Linked DNA regions of Gossypium hirsutum: region 2 is linked to region 1. A link is a contact called in public Hi-C data. All regions are on one chromosome and are shown on one strand. Each heading gives the region's core, a stretch centred on a gene start, on an enhancer-like site or on the middle of the called end of the contact. The rest is flanking DNA. Distances are from core to core; before and after follow the strand shown.

Region 1 (7,815 bases), core at 2,448-4,947:
GCGTGATCGTTATTTCCTTGCTCTTTTCTAGTGCTGTTTTTTCTTTGACACTACGTAATTTCCTTTTCCTTGGAATATAGCTTATAGGTTCACCCGATGATTCTAGTCTTGGTTTCCTTCGAAGCGAGAACGCTAGAAGATATGTTAGACAGCTTCCGCAATATCCAAAGCAAAAATTTTCTGCTAGATTTCCTAACAGCTCGTCTGGTGCTGTCGATTTGCTCGAGAAGATGCTTATCTTCGATCCCCATAGGCGCATTACGGGTACTATAAATTGCTTATTTCTTTATGCTACTTCAAAATAGCACTGTTCCAAGTTTCTTTCAAGCAAAAGTTCCGATCCCATGCTTAGTTCGGAACAAGCATCGGGAAATCGAACCAAATCATCTCTTATCCTCCTTTTGCTAACATCCTTTTTCGTTGCAGTCGAAGAGGCTCTATGCCACCCGTACTTGGCACCTTTCTACGACATCAACGAAGAGCCCATTTGCCCGAGGCCGTTCAATTTTGATTTTGAGCAACCGTTGTTTACCGAAGAAATCATCAAGGAGCTCATCTATAGAGAATCTGTAAAGTTCAATACAGAACCAATTCATTGAGACTTTTGTGTGTTTGTATATGCCATTTAAGGGTAAAACTAAAATGGAGCTTTTGTACTACGGGTCAAGTTATATTTTGCTTCTTTTATTAAATAAATAAATAAATTAGTCTGTGTATCTTAAATTAAAGAACAAACCGATCCTTTCTATTAAATTTTTTATCAATTTTTATTGTTAAAAACTGATATAGATGACAATAATTAGACAGTTACATGTGACGTGCCATAGGTACTTTATATTAACATATAGAGACTATTTTTTAACAGTAGAAATGGATGAATTTTTTAATAGAAAGATCAATTTATTCTTTGATCTAACGTATAAAGATTAATTTACTCATTTTTTAGTATGAGACAAAATACAATTTGACTTTTAGTACAAGAACTTCTATAATACTTTTACTATGATTTAAGTGTACTTAGTGAATTTTTTTTTAATTCAATACTTGGTGACTTTTGTAACATCCTCAAAACCCCATTGGTCGTAAATAATATGAGATAAAATCTTAGCGAAATAAGATATAAGATCAAAGCAAATGAAAGTCGCAATATATCAAAAGAGAGTTAAATTAAGAAGCATGATATAATGTATTAAGGAAGGAACTAAATTGTAAATATGCAAAAAGTTCTATGGCACAGGTATGAATGTAACATCTCTAAAATTGATATATAATAAAAGTAGTAATAAATTGAATAATGTATAATTGATTTTTCGGTAAAATGAGAAAATGATATAAAGATGATAAAAGAGAATATTGAAGATAATAATAATAATAATGATGTTGTTGATGATGATGATGATGATTAAGAAGTAGGTTTTAGGATATTGATTTAAAGTAAAGGCTAAATCGTAAATATGTGAAAAGTTTTTGGCTCAAGTGTAAATATTTAAATTTTAAGGGATCAAAGTGTAAAAATAAGAAAGTTGAAGGACCAAAAGTGAAAACAAACCAATTTACTAAGATATGGAATTGGCATGCAGGGACCAAATTGAATAGGTGAAGAATTGTGAGGGACTAAATCGTAACTTACCAAATTAAGTGATGATTCAAGGATAAAATTTTGAAATATTATAAAGGGCAAAGTGGTCAATTAGCAAGAGAGAGAATTTTAGAATGTAATGATGATGTTGATGATATTTAGGTGATATTTTAATTAATTAATCAGTTAAATATTATTTTTTATTATTTTACTTAGATATTTATTATTATTTTATTTAGAAAATGGTAGTATAAAAAGAAAGGAAATTATCATCCTTCCAACGTGAGTGAAAGGGTGAGAAAGGAATTTTTTTCTTTACAATTTAGTCATTTGCCATAAAAACTTACCTTTTTATCCAAAATTTTTGAAAATTTTAGAGAATATGTTCATCAATTTAGAAGCAAGAAAATAGAAAATGAAAGTGGAGAAAATGAGAAGGAAAAGGAAGGAAAGTGGTGAAGATGAGAAATGCATGGAAATGAAAAAATTCTTGACAAAGAAGGTAAGTTTCAAACTAAACCTACTCGTATTTCAATAGATTGAGTTAAAGATATTTTGAGTGAGATGTACTTAATCTAAATACTAGAAATAGAAAGTATTTGATGAAGAATAGAGACTTAAAACACTAAATTGGTAAGAGAGAATGTGATTTGTATGGTGAAAAGTACTAAGATTAAGAAATGAATATGTAATCTACACATAAGCATAAGTGTCTAAATTGTATAGTAATTAAAAGTATGACAATTATGCGTGATTGAATGGAAGATAGTACAAAAGAAAATATTTTCATTAAAACAGTTTGGACAGCAGCAGTGACTTAACTTTGAAACTTCACCAAAAATTATAGATTAGAGATTGAATTAAATATGAAATTAAAGATTATTGAGTCTAGTTTTGAGATATATTAATTTTTGTGAAATAAGGTCAGAGTGGATTCGAGTTCCCCTGTTTTAACTTTGGAAGATCATCAAAAATTGTAAAAAAAGTTATTAGGGGTTTAATCAAGAATTTTCAACTAATTTTACTGGAAATTTAATCAAGTTGTATATAAGTATCCTAGTAATACATATCACAAAACAATCCTAATAGAAATCTAATAATAATAATAACAATAACATCACACGTACATCACCATCCTCTTAAAAATGAAACAAAAAGGGTTAATTCAAGACTAACCCCTCATTAATAGCTACAAATTCAATTTAATCATTAAAACAAAATCGAATTTTAATTTAGTCACAAAAATAAAAAGAAATTTTTAAATTGGTAAATAATTCATAGAAATGTTAAAAAAATCTAAAATTTATCATTTCATTTAAAATTTCTGAAATAATTTATTATAAAAATAATATTTACCGATCCATCATTCTCCATTACAGGTGAGGCTGAAAAGAAGTGGTGCCCAACCGATAAAGTTAAATAAGTCCAAGGGTGACATTAATATATTAAGAAAAATGCTTTGGATCTCATTTGGATTTATTTATTCCATAATTTAACCAAAAAGGGTTTGTTGCTTACATATTTCTGCCGACAGAAAGTAACCTAAAAGTTTTGTCGGCCAAATGCACTAATATTAACAGATTAAGAAATCCAACTTGCTGATACTATTATAAAACAAAAACATTTTTAGATATTTATTTATTAGTATAATTTTACCAAACCTTGAAGAATTAATTTGCAAATTCATCCTTAAAATTTAAAATATATAAATAAAATAATAAAATAAAAATATTGTTTTAAGTAAGTTTTTTCGTTAATTTAGTTATTAATTGAGGGAGTCAACTCCTTCCAAAAAAATCTTCAAAGTGCTGTCCATCGAGTAGTCAATCAATTCCCTAACAATTGAAAATATTGTCCCTCAAAGGGTTTAGTTTTTTGTACTTTGTGGAGAGTCAGTGTACCATAGGCAACTACCCTGAGTAGATCATCAAATAAATCAATTGAACTCGATTGGAACAGTACTTTAATTCAAGAATTGGTTTGTAATGTTTTTGAAATTTAAGGACCAAAGTAAAATTGGCCAATAATTTTAAGAGGTTTGATGCAATTAACTCTTAAATTTTCCCCCTTATATCGGTGTTGGCTGGTTAGACTCAGGGTATTGCCTTGGCTACAGATATGGCTACTACACGTTTGCATATGGTGATGGTTCCATGGTCAGCTTTTGGTCACCTTATACCCTTCTTTCAACTCGCTTTACAATTAGCCAAAGCTGGTATCAAAGTCTCCTTCATATCAACCCCCGGAAACATTAAAAGACTGCCCAATGTTCCATCAAACATAGCAACCCTTTTAGACTTGTTGGTCTTTCCATTGCCAAACTTAGACGATGAGCAGCAGCTGCCCGAAGGTTGTGAGGCGACTGTCGATATCCCTTTCGAGAAAATCCAGTACCTGAAGATTGCATACGATCTGCTTCGTCAACCGGTGAAGCAGTTCGTCATAGATCAAAAGCCAGATTGGATTTTGATCGATGTGATTCCTCATTGGATGGTGGAAATAGCTCAAGAACAACATATCCCTCTCATTAATTTCTCGGTTTTTTCGGCTTCAGTTTATAGTTTCTTTGTGAATCAGACGTTGACGAGGTCATCCCCGGAAAGTTTGATGTCACCGCCTGAGTGGTTTGGTTTTTCTTCTCCATTGCGTTATCCTAAATCCTTAGCTACAGCCATGCACGAAGGGTTTCATGGGGAGAATGCTTCCGGGATATCGGATGCTGACAGGGTTCACAAAATTTTACAGGCATCTAAAGCTGTTGCGTTTCGTACTTGCCCTGAATATGAAGCTGAGTACTTAAACGCATTCGAGAAGATAACCGGCAATGGCAGCAAACCAGTGTTTCCCATTGGTTTGCTACTACCAGAAAAACCCCAAGGAAGACAAACCGGTGAAATTTTTAGGTGGCTCGATGTTCAAAAGCCTAACTCAGTTGTGTTTGTAGGGTTCGGAAGCGAGTGCAAGCTAAGCAAAGAACAGACACATGAGATAGCATATGGGGTGGAACTATCGGGGTTACGGTTTTTATGGGCACTAAGGAAACCCCACTGGGCTTTCAATGAACTCGATGCATTGCCTTGTGGTTTTCAAGAGCGTACGCGAGGGAGAGGGATGGTCTGCATCGGTTGGGCACCGCAGTTGGAGATACTAGGACACTCTTCAATAGGGGGCTCTTTGTGTCACGCCGGGTGGGGCTCGATTATCGAAACACTGCAGTTCGGACACTCTCTCGTGGTGCTACCTTTTGTGATAGACCAACCATTGAATGCAAGGCTTCTGGTAGACAAGGGTTTGGGTGTAGAGATAGAGAGAAGTGAAGACGGGTCATTTAGCCGGGATGATATAGCTAAAGCTCTGAGACTTGCAATGGTGTCCGCAGAAGGAGAGAAACTAAGAATCCAAACTAGGGAAGCAGCTCAAGTTTTCGGCAACCGAGACCTGCATGACAGTTACTTCAATAGATTTGTGGAGTACCTGAAGGAAAATGGAGCTGCAAATTAAACAAAAATGGAGGAATGAAGGATATGCAAAGTTATTTATTTCGGACAAAATGTTAGGTACCTTCCGTTTTATTTTAATGTCCACTTAAATAATTTGACTTGCCCTATATGTTGTCCCATGTTATATTACCATTTCCAATGACTGCAATGGCATGAAATTAAACGACACCAAATTCATAGTTGCCCCGATCAGTACAACATACTACTAGAGTTTCTTTCTTAAAAAACATTTTCAACTAGATTGCCGATGTATAAAATATTAGTTCACATGACTTAGAATTGTGGTTTCTAGTCCTACGGCGTGCTATTGTCTACCAAAACATATATATGCAAAGAAAATCCTTTATCAAATCATACCTAGAGGCGTTCATGGCCGGGCAGCTCAGCCAGCTTTGGGCCGGGCTTGAGTTTATGTTTTTCAACCTCAGAGACTGTGCCAGTTTTACGGTTTATAAATTATAAAAATATAAAAAATAATTTTATATTAGTATTTATATATTTTTTATAATTAATTTAAACAAAAACATTGTTTTTAAACAGTAAAATAGGCCTTTGGAGGGGCATAAGCACACCGTGCTTGGGTAGGGATTTTTTGGAACTAAGACTCAGCTCAGACCACGAACACCTTTAGTCATACCCATTTCTTCATGAATCCATGTAAAATGGCGACCCTCCAGTCCCACAACAATGCAAAAACACGAAATCACCAAACACGATTTGTATCTCAAGATATATTCAAGTTGTGGAAGACGTCTAACCGCATAAACTGCAACTTGGGTGCAAAAGATCTCATTCTCTTAGCATCACTGACCGATAGGACATTGGAATGTGCTGCCCAATGTAGCACCATGCTTCTTGATAATCTGGACAGACTGCAGAAGAATATCTTGCTGTGTAGAGTACAATTCATCTTTGCTCTATAATTGCATATCAAAACAGCAATGTAGATATCAGTGAAATGAGAAAAGGTAACAGAAGTCAGGCTTAAAATGATGAATTTCAGAGATGATCAAATCGCAACAAAATCACAGAATGCGAAAACAATGTTAATAAGTCGAGGTTGAAGGCTAGGTCAAGGCAAGCCAAAGATCAAAAAAAAAAGAAAAAGAGTTGAGATCAATTAGGTAGACCAAGCTCATACAAGATGCATCTGAAAAGTACCGAGGATGAGAGGTTACCATATGTCTGAGATTGCATCCAACAGTTAGTTCTGCATAAGAACCTTCTACATGAGACAGGAAACAGTAAGGGACCTCCTTTCCCAAGAAAACTTTTGAGTTTGATTTCAGCATGCTCTTGATCTCATTTGATATCTCGGGAACCTTGTCCAGATCTTCAATTTGCAAGGGAATTTTGGTCACCACTGCAAGCCATCGGGCACGTGACTTGTTTACAATAACCTGAAATTTTACATAGTAAATAATACAACGATGATTTTGGCCTTTTTAGTACGACTACTGTGTGTAAATAAACAAATAAGCATACGCTCATAAGAGTTGATGAGTTGAAAACAAGGATTTCTTCTCTTTCAACAAAAGAAATGAAAAAGAAAAATACCAACCTGACTGGAGAAAAGTGAGTTCGGAACCAGAACCGGAAATCTCTCAGAGTTAAGTACTGTTGTGCTTGTCAGTCCCATTTCAACCACCTGACCTTCTATAGATCCTGCCTGCAGTAAGAACAATTTATTAGTAATCCTGCAGAAAAGAAAAATAAATAAAAGAACAAACTAAAACTTTTAAAAATCACAAGTGGAAATCAAAATTTATCTCGCTACCACCAAAACAAAGGGCATTCAGGTATTATGACAGAGTTCCCGGTATGATGAAATAAATAACTGACATCTCCGCAAAGGTCAGAATTACCCATGACCTCATATATCATGAAGCATGTATCAAATAAACCCCAATTAACTTCAGAGAATTAACTTAAGAGTCAGTAAATAGTGGAATTAGGAGGGAAAGAGCCAGTTCAGGCTAAGTTGAAAGATGATAACTGATTCAAACGGACAACTCAGAATTAGCCAGCAAGAATAATAAATTATTAAGTACAACATCCAACCATGCAATTTTCTAAGAGAAGCTCAGTTCTTAACAATCTAGGATGAAATACAGGGTTCATCAGATACATTTAGAAATAAAGAAAAAACTATTTTTGTCTTTGTAGACTATAACTATTACAAAAGCTGAGTGGATCCATTCACACGGAAACAAAGAAAACATTTTTCCTTCACTAAAAGAAAAATACACGTTCATTTGTGTTACCTTTATTGTATCACCCAAGGAAAAGGGTTTCGAAAACTGCATGTACAATCCACTGAGCACATTTCCAAAGATGTCCCTGGCAGCAAAAGCAGTAGCCACTCCTATTAAGGAGATTGAATTAGTTATATGATTACTTTGAAGATGATAAACGAGTGACGCGTACTATATCTACAAATATGAAGATTCAAGAAACAGCAATTTGGCGCCTTTCTATTTTGGCAATAAAGCACATAAAATTAGCATTTCCTAAACCATTGCATATTCTTAAAAATCATTCTAACAAAAAAGATTGATGATAACAAAAACACTAAAAGAAAAGTCTTATTTGAGTTATCACAGATAAAAGCACTTACTTTTTATACTGTAAACTTAACCAATTGAATGATCTTATTGTTAAAATGGACTGGAACAGATGAGAACATATGCATTTAACAGAAAAATCTACCTCCTACGCCACCAACTGTCAGAATAG
Region 2 (7,815 bases), core at 1,778-4,277, 280 kb after region 1:
AGACCACGTTCTACTTCGTGGTCTGACTTGACAGAAAAGACAGAACTTTGCTGCTCTTCTTTTCCAGCAGGTAATGTAGATGGATCCTTAGCCATAGCTGACGCACCTTGCATATGAGCTGTTGATTCATTTGCTCTATCATCTCCTACATAAGCTTCGTCTTTAGTAATATTCTGTCCTTTGGTAGATTGCTCAGCCTGTGCAACCTTCTCCTTTGACTCCACCTGCTTCGCTTGATCTTCTATATTCTTTCCACCATCTCTGTCCTGGTTATTTCCACCTAAAGGAGGTAATTGCATCTGCTGCACCACAAGTGGTGGGGGAACAATGGCTCGAAGAAGCTCTTGTGGAAGTGTACCTTCTCCTTTCTGTTAATGACCACAAAACCAGCATGATCCAGCATCACGCAATCAGCAGAAAGGCAAAATACATAAATGATCAGAGAAAGAAGGATAGGATATGGAGAGAGAGATTAGTATACCTTCAGGCGCCTAAATGCTAGTATTTGTGCTTTGAGAACATGAAGTTGTTGTTTAGTGAAACCAAAACGCTGCTGTGGCATCTGGGTAGAAGCTCCCCCTTGTGATGGTACATTGTTAACAGATCCCCCATCATTACCAGGGGCAGCAGGCTGAAGAGAAGATCGATTGAAGTGTTTCGTATGCTGCATTTGCACCGTTTCTATGCCACCTGATGAATTTTTTGCTGGCAAGGATGGATCAATACTCTGGCTAACATTTGCAGATACTTGTGGAGGATGCATAGGAGGCATCCCATTTCCATGCCCAACTGACTGCCTGGGAAGCACTTGATTATCTAGGCCATGAATTGCTAACTGCTGCATTGAAACATTGTTAGCACTGTTAATCACCCCAACACTGGAAGTTGACCCAAAAGTGTTTGGTGGAGCCATCGGCCTAGTTTTGGCAAAGCCAGACATGCCAGATATATCGTTTGATGAGTTACCACGGGGAGAACTCTCACTTGGAACTGATGGAGAAGTGATTTGCGGCTTGGACACAGGTACTGGTGATGACTGAGTACCCATATTCCTTTCATTTGTTTTTTGCTGGGCAGCCATCCTACTCTGCATTAGTGGAATGAGCTGTGCCATCAAGTTGGCGTTTGCAGGTTGCAACAGATCAATATTACGCTCAAGTGCCCATGCCTGCAACTGTGCAGCCATAGCAACTTGATTGTTTCCCATGTTTTGAACAGTCTGAGGAGCTTGCTGTGTCTGCATGGCCCTTAAAACATTCCCAGGCATTAATTGTCCAATAACTGTTGCCTGAGCGGGTGGCTTGTGCTCAGAAGCAGACCTTGATCCTTGCTCCATCTGCTTTTCAGCACAACCAAGCTGCTCAGATGCGTTCTTAGAGGATGATGCCTGAGCCTGATTAGCAGCCTGCATGGAGATAAGTTCCTGCATTTTTATGTTTCCAGTTCGCATGTCCTGATCCTTAAAAGATGCAGAGCCCAACATGGCCATCTTAGCTGGCTGCTGTGCCAAAAGTGCCTTCTGTTGCTGAGAAGCCTGGTAAGCAAACTGATAATAAGCTTGCTGAGCAGAACTCGCCATTTGTTGCTCAACACCTTGACTCCTATTCTGGCTGTCCTGCGCAGAAGCATGTTGTTGAGGCAGATCAAAGAACCTCCTGGACATTTGCGGCGGTTGCATGGAGCCTGGAGATGAAGGAAAATTGCTACCTCCCATCAGACCTTGCAGACCACTGGCTTGATATGCTTGGTTAGCTTCATTTCCTTCAGGTTTTCTAAGTAATTGTTGTTGTAATGACTGCAAGAACAAATACAAACACAAAAATATAACGCTTGAACTTCTCAAACTGACACATAGTGCTAACTTGTACCAGACGTATTAATGACTCAAAGATACGAGGGTTGACTAAACTAGATACTTCAAACAAGTAACTCAAAAAAAAAAAAGGAAACTTATGGATCTTTCAAAAGGAGTAGAACAAAACTTAACAAGATTTTCACTTGCATCTCCACAAAGGATTTTGAAGACCTAAGAGCTGATTACAGTCGTTCCCCGGACACAATTGAATTACCAAATAACTAATCAACCTTATGTAAGACATCAGAGATTGTATTTATTGCACCAAATTAAATCCCCCGAAACCCGCCAAATTCAACAATTCACCGCTGCCCATTTACCAAAAACAGACTTGAGTTCACAAAATCAAGTTCAATTCAATTATTTTCCATTAGCTATATCTAAAATTCCATAAACCATTTACCTGCCTAGACGCAATTTGATGCTGCTGTTTCTGACTTTGTTGTTGTTGCTGCTGCTGCGGCTGCTGTTGTACCGAATCAAACCCCAAGTGTGGGGTCGAAACGGCCGACGACGAAGAAGATGGCGAAGCTGCGGACGATGTAGATGCCGCCCGACCCACCGGGCCCACACTCGGGTTCCGGCTGGGCCCACCTCCGCCACCACTACCAGAATGCATAAAAAACTAACCCCCAATTTTCTTTTAACAAAAAATTCCCCCGCGAATTCCAAATTATTACAACAAAAAATTAAAAAAAAAAAGAAAAAACCCCACCACTTCCACAAACCCGAATCCCTCCAAAAACCCTTTTTTTATTTAATAAAACCCTTTTTTAACCCTCCGATCTCAACGTTCAAAATTAGAAATTAAAGAAAATTAACTAAAAACAAATCAAATATTCAGGTTTATTTTTTTGTTGTTTCTCTCTCTCTCTCTCTCTCTCTCTCTCTCTCTCTCTCTCTCTCTCTCTCTCTCTAAGAATCCGAAAATTACGGTATAGATGAGAGATAGATCTTGATGATTTAATCGAGAGCGAACTTGACGGAAACTGTGGAATAAAAATTAAAACTCGGTGATTCGACTCACTGCCCCCACTCACCACGAATCTCTCTCTCTATCTCAGGGTTTTCACGCAATTTGGCAAAAAAATTCCCCTTTCGGGTCAAACCCTAGTGAGGTTATTTTTCTTCAAAATATTTTGTTTCTATTTTTTTTTTCTCTTCTTTGCCTTTTGGTGCTTAGTGCTTAGTGCTTTACCTTTAAGGTGGGGCTCCACTGTGGCTGCCTATGGTTAGAAATTTACGGAAGGGTATGACATGTAAATTTCAACCCTTGGTTTTTATTGATATTTACAGGAACACCCTCAATATGCCCAGAAAATATCTGACGCAACAGATTTGGAAAAAAAGGTATAATGACTTATTTAGCCCTTCAACTTTACAAAAAATCATTTTAACCCTTATTTAATTTTTGACCTTTTGAGCCCTTAAACTTATATTTTTTCTCAAACCACCCCGAAATTGGTGAAAAAGTTAATATCTTTTCACTTTGTTGACGTGACATACACATAAATAACATCAGCATTTAATTATTTTTTAAAAATTAAACTCATTGAAATTATTTAAAAAGTATAAAAAATTTTAAAATTTAAAAAATTAATTAAATTTTGGCATGAGATCCACGTGTATGCCACATCAGCAAAGTTAACAAACATTAATTTGACAAAAATGCAAATTTAAGGACTAAAAAGAGTAAAAAAAATTAAATGGATGGCTAAAATGACCTTCTTCTTTTTTTGTAAAGTAGGAGGGCCAAAAAAGTTATTGTGCCAAAAAAATAATGCATTATGTCAAATTTAGCCCTTAACGTTTACATATTTTTTCAACTTGGCTCTTATTCTTTTTTGGTATAATGTCAAATTTTACCCTTAATGTTGACATCTTTTTATCAATTTAGCTCTTATTATTTTTCAAAATTACTTATGCTAAATTACACTTGAGATCCCTAAATTATTAGTAAGTTTACAGTTTAGTCACTCAACTCCAAAAAGTTACAAAACAGTTATTGAATTATCCGAAAGTTTTCATTTAAGTCACTAAATTATTATTTTTATTTAAATTATTGGGTTTTTAGGTTTTTTTTTTAAGTCTGACTAGTGAGCTCCAAGGTAAGGGTGTGCATTCTTTCAAATCGAGTGAAAAATTATCGAGTTGATGAGTCATATTTTATCATCCTAACTCGATTTAAATTTTTTTAAATAGAGTCGAGTGAAATAAAATTCAAGTCAAGTGAATCAAATGAAATTATTCTAAGTTAAATTAAAATTTTAAATATGTCAAATTAAATTCTTATTATATAGCTAATTTCATGTTAAAGCACATAAATTCGAAAACATATATGCTTGAAAACTTTTACAAAGCAAAATAAGAGAAAAAAATATTTTAGTATGATAAACTTGAATAGTTAATTTCTAATTTAGGTCCCAAAATTATTATTTTAGAATTTTTTTAACTTTTTATATATTTTTTAGAATTTTTATAATATTTAAAAATATATAAATTTTGGATTTTTTATAAGTATTTTGAACTTTAAATTTTATTTTAAATTTTTTGAAAATTATTTTGATTTTTTTAATTTTTGTTGAAAGAGACCAATTTGCTCATTTTCAGGATTGATAGGAACCAAATGGGTATTTACACCAATTTGTTATTTGAGTTATTCAAATCATCCGCGTTATTTGAATTGTAAAATTCAATTCGACTCGAACTCAAAACTCAAGTTACTTATTGGAGTTTACTCAAAAAAAAACTAAATAACTCGAACAATTCAAATTGATTAACTCGAAATTTAAAAAAAAAAAAAATTCGAGTCAATTCAAGTTTTGCTCACCTCTACTCCAATTCGATGATCAGTACAGTGAATTGGAGAATAAAGTTGATTCATGGAAGAAGAAAAGAAACTAAATTATGAAAGAGAAGGGAAAGAAGAGCTTTCAATTGATATAGATGGTGCAAATGAAGAATGCCATACAACAATAATTTTAACAACCCAATGACTTAAATGAAAGTTTTTAGATAATTTAGTAACCATTTTGTAATTTTTTGAAATTAAGTGACCAAAACGTACACTTACAAATAATTTAGTGACCTTGAGTGAAATTTACCCAATAATAATCTTAGTAAAAGTTTCCACCAATAACGGCTTTACACGTATGACATGTTTATTTCATTATTCATATCCATTCCGTAGTTTCTCGGCATGAAAAATGTTTGCAAATAATTAGGAGTAACTATCACAATCGAATTCATAATTAAAATATATTTGAAAATATAAAATTAAAGTTAAAATAAAATTTGAAGAAAAATCACAATTTATTTACACACAATAAAACTCAAATATAAAATCTCAATATTCCTTACTTCAGCCTTGCTATTATGAGTTTCATAAGATAATATAATAAGCTTAAATTTAATAAAGTGATATATTATTTAAAATAATTACATAATATTTAAGCCTCTTTGGATGGACGGTGAAATTTTTTACCTCACAACTACAATAATTAATTTTACTGTTATTGCTATTTTTAATTTTACTGGAGATAAACGCACCACCCATTCAAGTAGGGCTTAATTTTGTTCGCAGATTTTCATTAATCTATCCTAAAAGTTTTGGAAAAAAATTATCCTAAATTTGATATCAAATATTCAAAATCGATAATCTATGATTAAGATAATATAATTTTATTGTTAAAAAATGATAATGTAAACTTATTTTGTTCTAAATAAACACTTTAGCATGTATAAAAAATATATATTAAATATATCATGCCAAATGTTTATTTATCAAGTCGAACAAAAAAGATTTTAAAATTAACTAATTAGTAAAAAATATATTTAATTCATTTAAATTTGTGAGGGAGCTCGTAAGCTTTTTTAATAAATCTTTTTTTTTTTGGTTTCATTATTATATAATTAATAATATTATTGTTTATATGTTTACTTTATTTATAATATAATTATTCCTATTTATGTTTAATTATTTGATATCTCAAAAAATATGTTATGTATAAATTATATAAGCATACTTCAAAACTAATATATATATATATTTGATGTAGTCTAGTTGCAAATTACGTTCGGAGGTGTTTGGTTGTTTAACTGGGTCTAGAATTTGAGTGTTATTGTGAATTCAAAAGTGTCGATATGAATCTAGAAACCTTTTTAGAGGGATCGAAATTTAATTATAATTTTTTAAGAAGTCAAAATTTAATTTTATATTTATTAATTGATAATTTCATCATCTTTTAAGGGAACTAATTTTTTTTCCTCGTTTTTAAAGGGTCAAAGTATAATTTTATCATTATATTAATTTATAATTTTATTAATTTAGAGGAGACTAAACAAACAAATTTCTATCAGAAAGAGGGCTAAAGCCCTTCATTACCCATTAAATTCACACTTGATAAGCGTTGAAAATATCAAATTTTGTACATCAAGATGTTCAGATGTTTAAATCAACAAATAGAGGAGATAGATTTTGAAAGTAAATGATGAAGAGAGTGAAAAATGGTCGAGGTTAGAACTGTTCTTAAATATTTATACTTAACGTTCGAACAAACTAATATGTGATTATTTGTTGTTTATTTGACAATATTAGTGTATTGGCATGCTGGAATATTTAATGGATCATTTATTGGCCCAACTCAATTGCTCTAGATCCTTTTTGCAAGGTTATCGAGTCTTGACAAATTACTTTTTGTATTGTGATTCAAACATTAATTGATATTTGGAATTATCTTCTTACAAACGTAGAAACATAGGTTAAGAGAGAGCAAAGAAATGAAAGGATCTTTTGTTTAAATAATTTAAATTGCACTTTTAGCTTTTCGTAAATTTTAATAAATCAATTTATAATTTTTAAGCTTGTTTGTTAAATGAAAGCATTGTATTTTGACTCTTCATAAAATTTAATAAATGAATTTAAAATATTCTAACATAATTTTTTTTAATTTTATCCACCCTCCAACAAAAATTTCTTGGCTTTACCATTTCATATTAGTTTTTTCTTTAGTAGGTAGATAAATACAACAAAAATTGAAACAAAAAAAACCATTAAATGAAAGTTTGAGAAGTATTAAAGACAGCCACGTGATAAGCCATATTTTGTGCTTTTTATTGTAACAGATATGCCTCTAATATTAAACTATGACATTCAAATATGGCCACCAAGTGTTTGGTGTCTATTTCAATTAGTTTTAGATTCCTTATTTGTTTAGTACAAGAGGGAAAGAGGGGGGCAAGCCTTCCCCCCTCAAATGGAAAATTGGTGCTTTAGTCCCTAATTTGTATAAAATCTTAAATTAATATATAATGCAATTATAATTTGGCCTTCAAAAAATGATAGAATTTTAATTTAGTCTTTTTTGAAAACTATCAATATATAAGCCAATACAATGATGAAATTGCATTTTAGCTCTCATAAAAATATATAACTTAATCTTGCCCCTTAATAATTTGTTGGCTTCACCCTTGGTTTAGTACCAAAGTGATATTTTAAAAAATCGAATATTAGAGAAAAAAACAAGTTTAATAAGTTAATGTATTTGTATTATATTATATTGAAAATTTTCATTACATTACAATTTAAATTAATGTATTTTTCGATCAATATAATAAGTCCGAAATATTGACTATTTTTGCTTCAAAATTAGTATATTTTCATCTACAGTCCTTACTTCTCAAGTCATATTCCCCCTAAATATAATAACATCATTTTATGTTTAAAATAAAATTTTGAAAGCCGAACAAGTGGCTGAATCAATCAGACCACCGAATCAAATTGACTAGTTTAAATGGTTCAGTTAAATAAATCATTAGAAAATTAATGATCATTGATCTGCGACAAAGAACAGGAAATAAAACCTTCGATTAGTGCAGATGATGCAAATATAGAAGACCATACATCAACAATTTTGACAGCCCATGACTAAATAGAAACTTTCAAATAGTTCAATAATTAT

The links. Hi-C and Micro-C count contacts between places; a contact is called where the count stands out from the background.
Region 2: a contact with region 1 is called in a Hi-C map of leaf, with 2.3 times the contacts expected there. The contact joins the promoter of LOC121224116 here to the promoter of LOC107945950 in region 1. A contact is called at or near these places in 4 of 34 Hi-C or Micro-C datasets (callus, leaf and petal).

The regions. Positions count from the first base shown.
Region 1 is chrD12:40,125,117-40,132,931 of Gossypium_hirsutum_v2.1, forward strand. It overlaps LOC107945950 (putative UDP-rhamnose:rhamnosyltransferase 1), which reads left to right and starts at 3,698. Exons shown (of 1, transcript XM_016880119.2): 1 at 3,698-5,245. The coding sequence starts at 3,698. The coding sequence ends at 5,080. LOC107945948 (mechanosensitive ion channel protein 1, mitochondrial) reads right to left here. Exons shown (of 8, transcript XM_016880118.2): 3 at 7,789-7,815; 4 at 7,344-7,444; 5 at 6,641-6,748; 6 at 6,258-6,479; 7 at 5,838-5,996; 8 at 3,526-5,053. The coding sequence ends at 5,883. It overlaps LOC107945951 (mitogen-activated protein kinase 4), which reads left to right. Exons shown (of 7, transcript XM_016880120.2): 6 at 81-264; 7 at 427-764. The coding sequence ends at 599.
Region 2 is chrD12:40,409,192-40,417,006 of Gossypium_hirsutum_v2.1, forward strand. LOC121224116 (ATP-dependent helicase BRM) reads right to left here and starts at 3,028. Exons shown (of 14, transcript XM_041106695.1): 1 at 2,259-3,028; 2 at 482-1,795; 3 at 1-368. The coding sequence starts at 2,474.